Regions from separate parts of the Scleropages formosus genome. Here region 1 is linked to region 2. Evidence: chromatin contacts called from public Hi-C data. All regions are on one chromosome and are shown on one strand. Each heading gives the region's core, a stretch centred on a gene start, on an enhancer-like site or on the middle of the called end of the contact. The rest is flanking DNA. Distances are from core to core; before and after follow the strand shown. Region 1 holds the start of LOC108930817 (WD repeat-containing protein 20). Region 2 holds the start of LOC108930781 (CLOCK-interacting pacemaker-like).

Region 1 (3,312 bases), core at 785-3,284, 150 kb after region 2:
CTCAACCGATTGGAATGGTTTTGGGAACAGTGCTGCAACAATGATGGCAATGACTTTGGGTCATGCGAGGACTGTCATTGGCAAACCCAACGGGAGGAGTTGGCAAGAGTAGGGCAAGTACAGGCCATGGTTAATTGAGGCAGGCAGACTGGGAGTGCCCACATGTCACAGTTCAGGAAAGCCTCAAGGATGAAGGCATCAGTTCTCCAGGCGAGGCTTATCCTTTTGCCAGTTGTATATTCCCTCCTGTCCGGCCCTGTCTGAGAGCCCATCGCTGCTGTGACCCAACCTGGCGGATTACCCACCTAAAGATGAGCAACCATCTGAGGGCCTACTAGATGGTGAGCCAGTGCGTGTTCCTGTGACGCTGGCAGGTAAGCTGCTCCCCAAGTGTGGTGACAAGGTCTCGCTGCAGCTACCAGAGTGGGGTGATGATGCGGAGGGCATCCATGAGCAGTCAGCCTGAGGGGGACCTGGTGAACATTCGTCTACCACAGGAACAAGGGGAGGACTAACCCCAGCAGCACTGGAGCAAATTCAGCTATCTGTACTGGTTGCTGGGAGGGGCAGCCAGGTGTTTGACCCAAGAGGGTGAGCGTGCATTGGCCTCCCACTTGCTCAAAAATATGTTGCTCGATTCCCTGACCAGCCTGAAGCTTGGGGGAGGAGATTCAGATGTGACCTAGTTGGTGGTCCAACTCAAGGCAGGCTGCAGAACTATTGCAAAAACTCCCAGGACCTAGTCCTTCTCCCAATTGGAGTATGATGGCCAGTGGCACCTACTCAGTCACAAAAAGGGTGACTGTAAAGTTTACCTTTTTGGAGGCATTTGAGGAAAAACATGTTCAGAGTGCCTGGGAGGAGAATAGTTTTAGTTTACTTGTTTGCCTTATTACCAGAATGAACCAAAACAGAAATGGACTTAAGTCCTGCAGCCAACCTCTGCCCCACAACTGCCACAGTACAGTTTCTGTGTTAATATTTAAATTAAAAAAAAAAATAAAAATGCATATTTCCACCTGGAAATTCCAGAATCGCTGCCAAAAAAGGGTACGCAGCATAAACCCTGAACAGGCATACGCTGTAAATACTAAAATATGCAGCATAGCCACAAACATACGTTCTCATTCGCAAATTGCTCGGAAAGACATCTTCCAACTCCGGGAAAAAACAAAAGCACCCGGGAAGAGGGGAAAAAATGCAAACCCAACAACGTTGGATTCAAACCTACACTTGAACTGCCCCCGTCACATTCCTGCTCTCTATTAAATTTATTCAGATAACTTCAGCTGCTGGTCCATGGAAAAATCTGAAGGAATATGCATTTCTTTGTCCTCATACATTGGGGTTATATGGTACAATACATTATTTACCGTAGGCAGGGACGTTACCCCCCACCATTCAAAGAAAGCCTAACGCATCTGAATAATTCCACTGAATCCTACTTAAGGGTCTTGGTTTCCACTGGACAGACTGCTGAGAATTTCAGAGGACACTTCCGGGCCAACCTTCTAGAAAAGACTTTCTTCTCGTTAACCCTAAAACAAGCTACTTGTTGCGCACCGGTTTGTCTCGTTTGTCACAGTTCAATGGAACCCACTGTTCGACAATTGAGAATGTCGCGTCTAATAATATCTGTAATCCAGATTTTCTTTATTTTTGCACATGGTGACTGTTTTGCATATTATTGTTATGGTCTTGTTCTTCGCCGTCGTACAGCTATACTCAATACTGCTGTTTTCTGTGTCTGGCGCCGAATTCTTCTTGCAATCCAGCATGCATACCATACATTATACTAGCAAAAACAGAATTCGGAGAATTATATTATTACATTTGTGGTCAATTCCGCAATAACCTGGCTCTTCGTATGTGTAAGCACAAAACGACAAACTACACGACAGAGCAGCTTTCGCGAAAACTCTACAAAAGTTCTGCTTCGCCGGAAACGCGCGTGAACTCTGGCGTCAGCTGACAAGAAGGCGACTGGCCTGTCCAGAGCGCGCATGCGCTGTGAGTAAGATCCGGACTCGAGGCAGGATGAATACTAATTTCCAAGATGGCGGCGGAGGGAGGAGGGAAGGAGATGAACGAAATTAAAACTCAATTCACCACTCGGGAAGGCGTGTATAAACTCCTCACTCACTCTGAATACAGCCGCCCCAACCGGGTGCCTTTCAATTCCCAGGGCTCTAACCCTGTTAAAGTCTCCTTCGTTAACGTCAACGATCAATCTGGTAACGGCGAGAGAATCTGTTTCAATGTGGGCCGGGAGCTGTACTTCTATATCTACAAAGGCGTCAGAAAGGTAACGGGCGTCGAGGTGCCTAGGCTTAAGCTGCGCTGTTCCTTGTCTCCTGTGTGAATGAATGAAGTCAAAAAGCGCTGAGGCACTTCGGGTTTCTTCAGGCGCCGCGCCGGTGGTGCAGCTCGCGCGTCACACTCGTGTCGTGAGGTGCTGTTTGTGTGTCGCGCGCAAGCAAGCGCCACCGCTGCTGTGGTGGAAGGGCCTCGCGCTCCGCTCACGAGCTGCCCACGAGCTGCCGTCCGGACTGTGGAAGTGACCGTGGCTGTCGGAGTGGGCGTGCCGGAGTCGAGCGCCACTTCTTTAGCAGTTTTGCTCACACTCTGCTGCGTTGTGCGTGTGTGCGGTATTTGCCTCCACTGCAGTTGCCATGCCGACAACGACGCCCCTTTTACTGTCTGCATGATCCTCATCACTTAAAAAGTGTGACACCCACATAGCAAGAAGAAGTTGTGTGTGCTGGTGCTGGGTGGAGCAGTACTTTGTACTTTGAAAGATGGATAAGATGACTGAGTCCTGAAGGAAAGTGCACACCTGTGTGAGCTTTGGACACAACTGTGTTCTTTTCCTCTCTGGCATCATTGTACGTTTTACACCACAGCAGTAATTTAAAACTGTACGACTTGTGCCGGCCGGGCACACAAAGAAAGTATATAATCAGTAATGGACTTCGGGACCTTTTACTTTGCCTGTTGGGTAAACGAAAGGAAACCAGTTTGTACGTATTAAGATATTCTGGAAAATACTCTGCTGCTGAGCCAGATTTATTGGCACAGTGTTGTAGAATGCAATAACTGAAAATTAGTGTTTGAATGTGTGTGATGCTACAGGGCTATAGCTGAAGCTTTTTTTTTTTTAAAGAATTTAGTTACAATAAAGCAATGAATCTAGGTTACACTGAAGTGCTGTCAGTGGCATTTATGAAGTGTCTTGTTATGACTATATGCTTCACGCTGATGCACCTTAGTCTGCTGGAGCATGGCAAGAAAACAAGTACTGTTTCATAATGG
Region 2 (3,645 bases), core at 403-2,902:
GAGCACTAACCACTACACTACCAGCTGTACCCCAAGGACCTGAATAAGCGCTTATTCTCTCACTTATTGGTGGCAGAAATAAATGATAACCATATTAACTGCAATTATTTACACAGCTCTGCGGAGGACAGAGCCCACGAGGCTCAAAATGTGCGTTCGGTCACGGCAGGAACTAACTGGGGCGGACGAGTTGGCCTCTAAGAGCGAGACGGATGGATGGACAAGGAGTTGAACGAAGGGTTCAACCACAATCCTGAGCTCCAGTGATTCCTACAGCAGCAGAGCTGGTAGTGTAGTAGTTAGCACTGCCGCCTTTAGACCCAACGGTCCCAGGTTCGAATCCCACCTCCTGCTGTAGTACCTACCCTAAGTTACCTCCAGCAAAGGTTACCCAGATCTATAGGTAAATAATTGCAGACAGACTAACGCTGCCAGTGGCTTTGGAGAAAAGTGCAAAATTCCCGCAATGTAACATTGACAGGTGCGCGCGCGACGCGTTCAAAGGGAGCCGCGAGCTGCCGATCCGATTTTCTTCTCGCACAACAACATTCTTTAACTGAACAGAGAGCCTGGCCTGTAGGGAAAGGAAGCGCGAATAAAGAGCGGTCTGAAGGGTGACACTGACCGAGTGCGAAACACACCGGACACCGGACACCGGCTTCTTACTTAAAGTTAAACCATCCACCGCCAGGAACACACACACACACATTTCGTCATTTTCCTTCCAGGGCACTTTTTTTCGTAATAGCTTTATGCTCAAAGCCACACACAGTCCTGCTTTACTCCATTTTTTTTTTTACTATATCAATCAGGGTAAGAACCGCAGCGCCGCGGCAAAGGGCGCTTCGCACCTTGAAACGTCCACAGCAGAGTAAATGCGGTAAACACAGCGGATGCCGCCGACAGCTCGTACTCGTCTGACGGCGGTAAAACAGTTAGGAACGAGTAAAGACGGGCAGAGAAGAGAGAAACGCAGTGAACGCGGCAGCCATGGAGGTGTAGCAGAGGGCTCGAGTCCCGCGGGAGGAGCGGATCGGAGCGGCACTTTGAACGCGCACTCAGTCGGCTACAACAAGGGGCCTGTTTTACTGTCTCGGCTCCGTCTCTAACGCAGTCGCTCGCGTTCGGACACAGTGAATCCAAATCGGGTCGCGTTTAATAACCTTCTCGTCTGACTCTTGGATCATCGTCGTCGATCCGATCGATGATCGTGTTGCTCTCACGGCGTTGCAGAGTTTACAAATTATTTTACACAGTTAACTGCAAACACAGACACTTCAAGTTCAGGAAAACGAAACGTGAACGACATGATCATCATCATCATCATCATGTATCGTGTAACTGCAGCCGGGCGGGAAAACGAGCACAAACTGACCGTAGCGAAGCAGAGACGCGTCGGTCGGTCGGTCGGTCGGTCGGGTCGCTCACGCAGCTCGAGTCGCACACACGGCACACGACACAAGACACATGGCGCGGAGCAGGTGACAGCGGACGGAGCCCTGAGTCAGCGCGCGCTCACGTGCACAGGGGGCGTGTCTTCACGGCTCGTTCGCCCCCGTCACGTTATTCGCCCCACATCCCCAACGCTCAAGCACGCGATCCAGCTAACGGCGCCGCTCGTTTCGGTGGGCGGCGCTTCCGGGGGGGACAATATCGCACCGCTTCCCGTTGCCGTATCGATGCTTTCTCCCGTCGTTTCCAGCGCGGGGGCGTGGCCGCACGCGCCTCGAGCGGAAGCGTCAGCCTGACGTACGCGTAGCCCCGCCTTTGTTTATTTTTTTTTGGCGCGTTTCCGCCTTGGCTCGCGACGTGGGCGCGAGCCGAGAAACGTGAGCGCCGGAGGAGTCGAGCAGCTGCTCGGTGTCGCTGCGCTCTCATTTATTGTAGGGAGCTTGGAAGTGCAGATGTGGTGGAGAAGCGCGCCGCGCATAATTAAATCAAAACACCGACGTGTTTGTCTGGGGAAAAAAAAAACATAAGGCAAAGATGGAGGCTTAATTACAACCGATCGCTGTTATTTTTCTTTTCTGTCATCTGTTTTATTTAAAATTTACGTTTACCGTAAAAAAATCTGGTTACATAGTTAAGGACCTCTGTCCTCCTCGAGAGTACAACAGAAGCACCCCCTAGACATGATCCTCAGTGATGTCCCTGCATCTGCCATCACTGCATGATGATATGGCTTCAGCTCAGTCTCACTCTTCGTAGCATCTTGTTCAAACTGCAGTCTTTTTTTGTTTTTTTGCCAAAATGCAGTTGCTATGGATTGTCAGTTATTCCGATATATATTAGGTAACAAAAGCATACATTACAAGACAGTATTATGCAGGCCAAAACAAACTGATTCCATAAATACTACACTAGATGAGTCTTGAGTTCTAACAAAAAAGGCAGGTAAATCATGCTCTTCACTGTAATTTTTGGTAACATTAAGTTTATAAAGGTTCACATTTCTGTCGTACCAAAAAGGTTGCGGTGGATTCAAGTGGCAGCGGTACGGTGGTGTGAGAGAACGTGGGTTCGGCCCTAGCTTAGCCTCTGTGAAGTTTGCATATTCTCCTTGTGTTTCTGTGGATTTCAGCCGGGTGCTCTGGTTTCTTCCCACAATCCAAAGACATGCACTTCAGGCAGACTGATGACACTAAATTGTCAGTAATGTGTGAATGGGTGAGTGAGTGAGTGAGTGGCCACCCTGTGACGGACTGGCATCCTGTCCAGGGTGTACCCCTCTCCCCACCTTGTGCCCAGAGCTTCTGGGATAGGTTCCTGTTCACTGTGACCATGCCCAAGACAAGCAGTTACAGAAACTGAATGGATGTGCTCAGACAGGTTACAGCATGAGGCAAAGTTTCAAAAATACTTAATATATTGTAATATATAATTATATAAATATTTAATTAATATTGTTAATATAAAGGATATAGGGGGGCATGGTGACATAGCTAGTAGCACTGCTGTCTCACAGCACCTGGGTGGTGTGAGAGGACATGGGTTTGATCCCCACTCAGTATGTGTGGAGTTTGCATGTTTTCCCTGTGTCTGCATGGGTTTCCTCTGGGTGCTCTGGTTTCCTCCCACACTCCAAAGGCATGCTGCTCAGGTTCCCCCATAGTATGTGAGTGACAGAGAGTGTGTGTGTTCCACTGATGTGTGGATGAGTGACCCATTGTATGTAGTGTATCTAGCAGTGTAAGTCAAAACGGTGAATAAGGTGTGTGGGCTGATAACACTACATAGAGTTCATTGGAAGTCGCTTTGGAGAAGAGCATCTGCTAAATAAATAAATGTAAGTTTTCCATCCTCTTAGTTTCACATGCAAATTCTACAGAAAAATTCTAGTGTCCATGCTACCATCTCTTCAGCACCAATAAGAAAAACCACTTAAATGTAAATGATTCACAGGTATTCCCTTCCATGTAAATGAGTCATTGTTTTTACTGAAAAGTCCTGTATGAACTGTACGTACATCACCTGTCCTGCACGGATAACCAAAGGCAGGACTAAGGAGGGAGGTGCAGAGTTGAATGAAAACACTCCGGCACATAACACAATTCATGGAAGTTCTTGAAAAAGGCAGGGTCAAGAGACAGACAAACTGGTGCACATTTAGTGGTCTTTGTATAACAAGCAAACAATGCTGTCAGA

Evidence for each region. Hi-C and Micro-C count contacts between places; a contact is called where the count stands out from the background.
Region 1: a Hi-C map of muscle shows a contact between it and region 2, with 2.7 times the contacts expected there. The contact joins the promoter of LOC108930817 here to the promoter of LOC108930781 in region 2. A contact is called at or near these places in 2 of 2 Hi-C or Micro-C datasets (both in muscle).

The regions. Positions count from the first base shown.
Region 1 is chr5:6,504,193-6,507,504 of fSclFor1.1, forward strand. LOC108930817 (WD repeat-containing protein 20) reads left to right here and starts at 2,035. Exons shown (of 4, transcript XM_018746230.2): 1 at 2,035-2,305. The coding sequence starts at 2,057.
Region 2 is chr5:6,358,325-6,361,969 of fSclFor1.1, forward strand. LOC108930781 (CLOCK-interacting pacemaker-like) reads right to left here and starts at 1,653. Exons shown (of 4, transcript XM_029252302.1): 1 at 1,376-1,653.